Linked DNA regions of Mus musculus: regions 1 and 2 are each linked to region 3. Evidence: chromatin contacts called from public Hi-C and promoter capture Hi-C data. All regions are on one chromosome and are shown on one strand. Each heading gives the region's core, a stretch centred on a gene start, on an enhancer-like site or on the middle of the called end of the contact. The rest is flanking DNA. Distances are from core to core; before and after follow the strand shown. Region 1 overlaps Myo3b (myosin IIIB). Region 2 overlaps Myo3b (myosin IIIB). Region 3 holds the start of Erich2 (glutamate rich 2).

Region 1 (2,860 bases), core at 117-2,616, 250 kb before region 3:
CTGTCATATGTGCACTGTCAACATCAAATTCCCCCCTTTTAAAGACTTACTTTATTTTGTTTTATTTTTCATGTCTGAGTGTTACCCCTGTGTGTATGCCTATGCACCATGTGCATGCCTGGTGCCCACAGAGGTCATAGAGGGAATCAGATCCCCGGGACAGGAGTTAAGGATGGTTGTGAGCTATGATGTGAGTACTGGGACCAAAACCTGAATCCTTTGCAGGAGCACCCAAAGGTCTTAACCACTGAGCCATCTCTCCAGCCCAACACTGAACTTTAACCAGGGTCAGGGTGCTGTTTAAATTCAAGAAAAGAACATGGCTATTTCTTTTGTAAATTAAGTCCTGAGAAGAATTAATCACACATAACACACACACACACACACACACACACACACACACACACATGTGAACACACAGAGAGACACACACATACACACAAAGACACATTCACAGATACACACATGCACATACAGAGACACAGATATACACATTCATACACACACAGTGGAAGTCACACACAGATACGCACGTGCACACACACACACGAACACACAGATACACACGTACATACACACACACACACACACACAGAGACACAGACACATACATACTCATTCACACATTCACACATACACACACACTTTCCACATCAGCTCTTACAATTCTCATCGTCTCTGCCTCCTTTTAACTCTCTTGATAAAACTGTATATAATCATAGACTTGGTTTACCTAGAATTATGGAGATGTATTGGTGTAAGATTCCAAGGAAAGGGTGTGTGGCACATCAACGGTCTTCTGACCAAGAGCCCTCAGAGATTACCTGGTCCAGTTCTCACCCTCTCTCATTCCCCTAAACAACCCGGAACATCTATGGCTTCACTTGCTGACAGACAGCTGAAACTGTCCATCTGTGGGTCCTCGTGCCAAGAAGCAGGCTGCTAGGTCCCCAGATGAGAGTTCCCAGATCAATGGATTCTCACTGGACCAAGCTCCTTTGATTCACCTGGGATCCAGCTGTCTCTGTCTGGGCCACAACAATCCTCTTCTCACAGCTCCTTCCTTTTCCTAAAATCATTGGCACCCATGTCTCTCACCTGGGACCTTTGCAAGGTAGGATGGAACTGTCGCCATGTCTAATTTATAGCTGAGTATATAAATGATCCAGAGTAAGTGAAAATCCTGCCTAAGAGAGAACAAAAAGCTAGTCTACATACAACCTGTGCCCCTCTTGACTTAAACAAGTAACTTAACATCCTTCAAACATGCTTCCGTGGTACCCAGTGCCCACTCAAAGTCTGCAGCCAGCTTGCCCTGTAGATGCTTCTTGGCTGCAGCCAGGATTAATTCATGTGGATCCCCGGGATCCCGTGAACAGCTGTGGGCAGAGCTGGCTGGTGCTCCCCTCTGGAGTTCAGACTCCTCTGCAGCTGGCTTCTGGGCAGAAGCAGAGATAATGCCGTTATTAACAGGGCTAATAGTCCCTGAAATAAAATTTGTCCGCAAGACTCTTCTTCAGCTGGCATTTGCACTCTCCTATAAACATAAATAATGACTTGTCAAACCTGTTCGTGGTTTTGGAATTTACTCTTTCAGCTTGTGGCTGAAGGAAAAAAAATAAGTTCATAGTCCTGAGCACTAGGTGGCTCTATGCAGAAAGCAAAGCTCTGCCTTGAGCCTCCTGTCCTTCCCGGAGTCTCCCCAAAGCAGGAAAGAAACACAGCAGAGCCTTTTCTAGTTCTTGACTTAAAATTTTAATTCGTCTTCCAGAGAGCTTATAACCTTTCTGAATTGTGCCTGGAAATGGAAGCTCACATCATCTAGGAGTAACAAAAGTGTGTGTGTGTGTGTGTGTGTGTGTGTGTGTGTGTGTGTGTGTGTGAGAGAGAGAGAGAGAGAGAGAGAGAGAGAGAGAGAGAGAGAGAGAGAAAGGGAGAGAGACAGAAGGAGAGAGGAAACAAACGTGATATCCTAGCAAGCTCCTCTGTGATTCTGAGCTGTGCACGATGCTGTTTTTTTTTTTTTGAATTGTAAATCCACTCTTCTTCAAATTTTGAATAATATTAAAAGCAGCATGTAAGTGTCAAAACTAAAAGGCAAGAGTATTTGTCTGCTTTCTGGATTTATTCATGCAAAAATGCATTCAGTTAGCTGACACCAAAGTCTTCTGGTAACAAGGTGCCTACTGAGACAGCAGGAGGCTACAGCAGAGTTAGTGCGGTGTGTCAGTAGAGAAACTAGAACCTTTTTCCTTGTGCCTTCACTTTCTGTTTTGAAGTGGTCCCCAGTTTACTACCTTGTAATGATAATCGTCCTCCCACCTTCATTAAAAAGTGTTGCTGTGTCTTGCATCGAATGGCAGAATGTTAATGGGGCTTTTAAGATCTGAAACATCTATCACCATCTATCCTCTGTCTGTCTGTTTTTCTGTCTGTTTTTCTGTCTGCCTGCCTGCCTGCCTGCCTGTCTGCCTGTCTGTCTGTCTGTCTGTCTGTCTGTCTGCCTGCCTGCCTGTAATTGTAGTATAGCCTTTGAAGAGAAGTCTCTTTTTTTCACTGAAATTGAAAGCATTTGTTTCAGGTGTATGCTTGTCTCTTTGAAGGGGTGGAAGTGGCTAGACATTGCTGTGAGAGACAAAGAAGGCCCGGTTACTCTGGCAACATAATTCCAGTGCTTGGAAACCCATTGTTTATGTCATTTTATTTACCCTGCTTCAAAACTTAAATGAATGGCTCATTGGTTAAGAGCACTTGGTGCTCTTGTAGAGGAGCCAAGTTCCGTTCCCAGCCCCCATATGGTGGCTCAGAACTGTCTATAACTCCAGTCCCAGGAGATCCCATGCCCACTTCTGACCTCCAC
Region 2 (2,820 bases), core at 52-2,551, 170 kb before region 3:
AAATGACAGCATCACAGAGATGGAGCCACCAGACCGCACGCAACCCTCAGAACAGCACCTTGTCTGCGGATTTCCTGCCAAATGAGCATGACCTGGATTTAATCCTGAGGAAACAGCAGACAGACCCCAACAGAGGAGTCTGTTGGAAGATAACTGGCCAGTAGGCTACAAAACGAAACAGAGGGGATGGCTGAGGCGCTTTCCCAGCTGGAAGGAGACATAAGAGAATGTGACCACCACCCCCATCCCCACCCCCCCACCCCCAATCCTGGGTTTCTTCTGCTACAGAAGTTGCCCCTGGCATCTTTTGCAAAAATCAGAACACCGTGGAGTGAGTCATAGAGTCTTGCTACTAATCTTAATTTTCCGATTTTAGACACTGCACTCTGGTAAGAGAACACCCTTCCTTTTGAGAACCGGATACTTCGGTACTTAGGAGATAAAGGATGTCAGATGTCTCCAGAGTTCAGAGAAGGTTCCTGCGTTTGTGTGTCAGTGCTCCTGACTACAGCCCTGTGAAAGACAAAGACAAAGCAATAGGTGTGCTGCCATGCTCAGAAATTCCTGCATCTCTTGTGGAACTTTGAAATGCGGTTAATACAAAAAGTTACAATGAAAGCCCAAGGCAGTTCCCCAGCCTTCTCCCCAACTCTCCTGCCTAGTTCTCTGCAGATCACAATCCTTTCCATCACTCCTGCTGAACTTCAGTAAATATCTATCTAGTGCCATCGGTTTGGGGTTTTGGTTGTTTAGGTTTTTTGTTTGTTTGTTTGGTTTGGTTTGGTTTGGTTTTAGACTGAATCTTTCTATATGGCACTGACTAGTCTGGAACTCACTATGTAAACAAGGCTAGCCTCAGACTCATAGAGATCTGCTTGCCTCTGCCTTCCAGGTGCTGGGATGAAAGGCGTGTGGCACCATACGTGGTGCTAATTCAGTTTTTAAGGTGCTAACACTATGACTCTACATAGGTCAACCCATAAGCCATTTCAAAACCCGACCACGGCCACGCTGAGTGAGGAGACCTGTGGCTGTAGGCCTAGCTACTCAAGGGGCGGAGCCAGGGATGTTTCCTGTGCCTAGTAGTTCAAGACCGGACTGAACAACCAAGTGGAAGTCCGTCAGAAGACAAAACCTACTCAAAGGACAAAGCAGAGGTGAAACAAAAGAAGCCGCTTGGAGGCCTTGTCATTGCTTCCCTTTGGACATTCATTATGATCCCCAATGTAATGGTGGCACGCTAGTCCGGTAACAAAACAATGCTGCAGACAGAGAGCGCAGGCAGGCTCTGTGGCAGCCAGATCTGGTTTCCATCTGGTTCTGACCAGTTCTGTTTATTCAGATAGCCCAGTTCCCTCCCTCTGGTCTGTGAAATGGGGGACGTGAATCATTTGCTGGAGTTCCAGAATGAATGAAGCAACCAAGACCTCAGTTCTCTCCGGGCATCCAGGAGGCTGCTGCTGCTGCTGCTGCTGCTGCTGCTGCTGCTGCTGCTGCTGCTACTGCGGTCGCACTGCTGCAGTTTTCCGGTGACATCACACCGGCCCGCCCCTGAACTCCAGTGCTGTGTGAAGACTTGCTCTGCTATTCTGTCAGGCTGCGACCCTCAGACAGTGCTGCATACACATTGAGATCGCAGAGCCCCCTGACCCTGCTTCCATTCCAGTCCTTTTCTCCGCTGGAGGCTGGGACGCTAATGGTCCAAGACAGCTTTCCGAGTGGCTGTCCAATAAGGCGTCGTTTTCATCAGAAGGAAGAAAACCTTTCTGTTCCCACCTTAGGCTTTTATAGCGACAGCTGTCTGCAGTAACATAGTGCAGACCAGGGAGGAAAGGAAAGAAACAAGAACCCAAGAGCTGACAAATTAACACGGTAGGATCCCAGTTGGAGAAAAACAATGGGGTGAACAAATATGACCATCCTTAAAAGCCTAGTAGGGTTCGGGAAATTAGCATAAGTTCACAAACCTAACTGGTACTGACTTATATGAGACATTTATTAGCTCCTGGAGCCCTTCAGATAAATCAGTCCTTGAGCGGTGTTCTAAAACAGAAACCTACGTCTACTTAAGAGCAATCACATATCCACATATTTAAGTGGGATTTGCATAACTAACTCCTTTGGCAGCAATACTCACTCGAGAGAGATGTAAGATGTGTGTTTCAATATTTTTATAAAAAGTGCTGAGTATCCAAAACAAATGAGAAAAACCAACCAAAAGCCAAGCTGTGAGACGCAAGCATATGGGGTCCCTGTTGCCCAGCTGTACCCTGTTAAGGTCCTTCTTCTTCTAGTCTGCCCTTCATAGTCCCATGATATCATATATTAAAGCTCATGATGATGTTTTCCTCTTTATAAATGTAAGGAAAATATCAAGGTACCTATTTCTGACAAAAACATGTGAAGATTAAAAAGACTGATAACATCTAGTGTTGGAGATACAATGGAAAAATGGACCTTCCATACATCTGTGGCTAGATGTTAAGCTTTGTTACTTTTTAGGGGAGAAACTGATGATGTAATTTAAACCCTTGGAATAGAAAAAGGATTTTCTCACTCTTAGGCCCAACAACTTCACACCAAATATTTATCCCAGGGAACTAAATGAATTGGAACTCAGAGCCATGCCCATTGAGTACTCAATGGTCCCTCATTCGTAATGTGAGAGATGGACACCATTTAAATGTTTACAAATGTGTTATTACTCAATTCATTTGTATTAATCACTCAGTGCAAAACTGCACAGCACAAGCTGAGTATTTAAAATACATTATATAGTCACGTATGCTAATCATTCAATGAAACACTATACAACCATAA
Region 3 (3,042 bases), core at 45-2,544:
GTGCCACGACCTCCTGGCTCCTTTTGGCTTCTTTAGAACAACTCCTCACTAGGGAGATGCTTTAGATAAACTTATTCAGTGTCTAAATGCATAAGCCAGAGCTTAACTTTGCTTTATATTTGAGCATTGTGTCAAAAACCAACTTCTGCATATAGGTTATAGAGATGGGTGAATTATTTCTGATGTTATGTAAATGAAGACGAAATGTAATGCTTTTTCATCAAAGTGAAATATAACGACCATTGTGGAGTTGAATAAGCATTGGGCCAGGTACTCTGCTGGAATGGCCTTGATTCTTACTGTTACCTGAAAGTTGGCTATTTTCTTTAAACGCATAATACATCAGAATGGAAGCTATTACCAGAGTCACTTGTCAGATGTCATTTAGTCTGTAAAGAGTTTCTCTCTCCGTGTTGTGAGAAATAGGAACCATAGACACACCCTGAAAACCCTGCAGTTTGTAAACTGGTTTGGGCTCATCCTTTTCTATGTAGGGGGAAGAAAGAGATAGTCTAATCAGGTCAGCTTGATGCTTACACTTCCTTACAGAGGGACAATGTGTGCAACAAAGGCGCCATTCTCTACTGAGCAATGCCAAGCAAATTTAACAAAACTGAGGTTTTAAAACATAATAAAGAAATACACTTTCCCTTTGCCTTTATGGAGAAAGATCTTGGGTAAAACTCAAGACTCCTGACATGTACAATTTTCCCTTCCCTGCAATAGCAGAAGTCGGGGCTTGCTGGGCCCTCACCAGACATGGCCTGCAGTTGTCAATGATTTCATTGAGTTCCTTAAACTTTCATTCTAGAATTTCCCCCTCAATGCTTTCCTATCATCCATGACTCAAAGAGATTTAGAGAGTGCCTGGAAGAATGAATCAGAGGATTTAAAAACAACGGAAACTTTCTGTATTCTTGGTTCAGAATGATTTCGCTGGTTCTATTTTTATAATAATGTCAAAATTGAATCCGTTTTTCTATACATTAAAACGTACATATTTTAGCCATCAGATAAATTGCATGTCCCCAGAGGGCCCTTAAGAAGGTGATTATATCTCTTATATTCTGGCCACTAGGTGAAATTCGAATGCAGTTTTGATTCCAACAGACGGGTCCCCTTCAAAACTCGTTGCCTAGCAACAAGTTCTCTGTGTCCAAGGAGAGAAGTTACCCATTTCCCCCCTAGAAGATAAGCTTGAGAGAACATTGAAATTTTCTAACAGGGCGCTCTCCCACCCTCTTTTGTGACCGAAGCAGTGAAGCATAAGACCTCTAAAGGGCTGAGGTGCTTCAGTAGCAGCCCGGGCACAAAAGGAAACCCAGACTTGGCCCGGGCTGGGTGGGAAAGGCGAGTCTGGTTCTAAACACCTGAACCGGATCCCTAGGAGAACTGATGTCGAGGTCCCCAGGAAACCCATAATCTTCTCGGGGCGATCTCAGGTGCAGGGGATTTTTGTTCATTCAGATCCAGAGGCACCCAGCCCTCCCAACTCAAGGCATCTTTTCTTCCACAAGTTGTAACCCCAATGAGGCCACCTCGCCCTTTTCCCTCCGCCACCTAGAGTCAGGATCAGGTATGGACACCGACCTTCCAGTCACCCTGTCTCCGGCCTTTCTCAAAGTAACCAGGATACGTGGTCAAGCCTGCCCCAGGGTGTGCGCCCCTAACTTGCCCCGCAGCGCGACGCCCAGTTCCTCCGGACGCTGGGCCACCCGCGCCGCCCGCTCCGCCCTTCGCGTGGTTCCAGCAGCTGGAACAGTTCCCGCTCCGCTCCCGCCCCGCGCTCTGCGCCCCGCCCCGGGCCCGCCGCGCTCCGCCCCGCTCGCCCCTCCGCTGCGTCGGGCTGTCCAGTCGCTGGGCAGCTCGGGTGGTTCCCGGGGCTCCTCCCGCAGCCCGTCCGGTCTCCATGGCAACGCGGCGTCCCAGGCTCGCAACTCGGAACCCACCGCGAGTGCGGAGCGGGGCTGGCCTTCCTGGTCTGCCCTTCGAGGAAACAACTTGGCAGGGCGGCCAGAGGGTAAGCAGCAGTGTGGTGACTGTGAGTAATTTACCCACACCCCTGGGAGTGGCGGGTCCCAGCCCGCACCTCCGACAACACTTAATCCTAAAAATGTATCTACCACTCCAGGTTGGTCCTGTGGAACCGCACGGCTGTCGAAATACTGCCCGAGAAGGTAGGATGCTCTGCTGAGAGGAGGGAAAGTCTGCCTGTTTAGGGGTATCTCACCCTACCGCCAAAATGAAAACCGTCATGTCCTATCCTAGTACTTCCAGCTCCGCCCCGTTGTTCGCTATTCTTTTACTTTTTCAAACAACTTAATGGTTTATGAGGATGAGCACACCCCCCCCCCCCCCAGGCATGCTCTCTACCTATAACTTCTTTGGCTCTGTGAACTTTGCCCCCCCTGGATCTCCCAGGAGAAAGGTTCGCACTACGAACTGCCCCTAAATCCAATCTGGACGACTTGGAATATCCAAAAATCAAGATTTTGACTTTTGACTCCTTGCACTACTCTGCATCACACCCAAAAGCATTTAATTGATAAGTAGCACGGTGACACCGGTACTGTAGGTGACTTGCTGAGTCTGTTTGTTCTTATCCCAAGATCTTTGCTTTTTACAAAGAGATATGAAGAAAATGCTTTAAATACTTTGCTTCATTCTCCTAAAAACTAAAGTCAATGGCTCCCGAATCCGTATGTATGTATGTATGTATGTATGTGTGTATGTATGTATGTTACTAGGGTTTGGGGGTTTGTTTTGGTCTCCAGAAAACAACATCGGTAGAAATGATCTCTGTTGAGTTTCCAGAGCTAAATTCCAACACTAGGGATTCCCACTGCACCCTCTCCACCATTCCGGTCTCTCGCTCCTGCCCTGCAGTGAAGCTGTGCTCCCTGCTTCCGTGTCCAAGCAGTCCCAAGTTCTATTAGAACTGCCAAGCACACGGTTCAGGACTCTCCTTACAAGGCCGAGCGATGGGTACTGACAGCATCAGGAGGAGCTGAGGAGTTTACTCCTATCCCAGTTAAGTTCTCT

The links. Promoter capture Hi-C pulls out the DNA fragments that hold promoters and counts their contacts. A called contact is a pair of places that touch in the nucleus more often than the background predicts.
Region 1: a Hi-C map of cortical neurons shows a contact between it and region 3, with 2.5 times the contacts expected there. The contact joins the enhancer-like site here to the promoter of Erich2 in region 3. A contact is called at or near these places in 18 of 39 promoter capture datasets (the 3T3-L1 cell line, 3T3-L1-derived adipocytes, the HPC-7 cell line and 10 more), 7 of 484 Hi-C or Micro-C datasets (the 3T3-L1 cell line, cortical neurons, embryonic fibroblasts and 2 more), 14 of 115 datasets of contacts at active chromatin or transcription factors (craniofacial prominence, embryonic basal ganglia, embryonic forebrain and 7 more) and 5 of 9 other capture datasets (adipose tissue, embryonic stem cells, liver and 2 more).
Region 2: a contact with region 3 is called in a promoter capture Hi-C map of embryonic stem cells, with 2.6 times the contacts expected there. The contact joins the enhancer-like site here to the promoter of Erich2 in region 3. A contact is called at or near these places in 11 of 39 promoter capture datasets (the 3T3-L1 cell line, 3T3-L1-derived adipocytes, cranial neural crest and 5 more), 1 of 484 Hi-C or Micro-C datasets (embryonic stem cells), 4 of 115 datasets of contacts at active chromatin or transcription factors (embryonic basal ganglia, embryonic midbrain and embryonic stem cells) and 3 of 9 other capture datasets (adipose tissue, embryonic stem cells and pancreatic islet).

What each region holds. Positions count from the first base shown.
Region 1 is chr2:70,258,160-70,261,019 of GRCm38.p6, forward strand. All of the region lies in intron 23 of Myo3b (myosin IIIB), which reads left to right. Among named protein-coding and RNA genes, the nearest start is that of Sp5, 220 kb to the right of the region's middle. Within about 2 kb of position 1,367, at least 10 of the 459 cell types and tissues checked have an H3K27ac peak or open chromatin away from gene starts, as enhancers often do. A contact at or near this core is called in cortical neurons, where this site is marked.
Region 2 is chr2:70,339,195-70,342,014 of GRCm38.p6, forward strand. All of the region lies in intron 30 of Myo3b (myosin IIIB), which reads left to right. Among named protein-coding and RNA genes, the nearest start is that of Sp5, 130 kb to the right of the region's middle. Within about 2 kb of position 1,302, at least 8 of the 459 cell types and tissues checked have an H3K27ac peak or open chromatin away from gene starts, as enhancers often do. A contact at or near this core is called in embryonic stem cells, where this site is marked.
Region 3 is chr2:70,507,525-70,510,566 of GRCm38.p6, forward strand. Erich2 (glutamate rich 2) reads left to right here and starts at 1,295. Exons shown (of 13, transcript NM_025744.2): 1 at 1,295-2,041; 2 at 2,132-2,177. The coding sequence starts at 1,579. All of the region lies in intron 1 of Gad1os (glutamate decarboxylase 1, opposite strand), which reads right to left.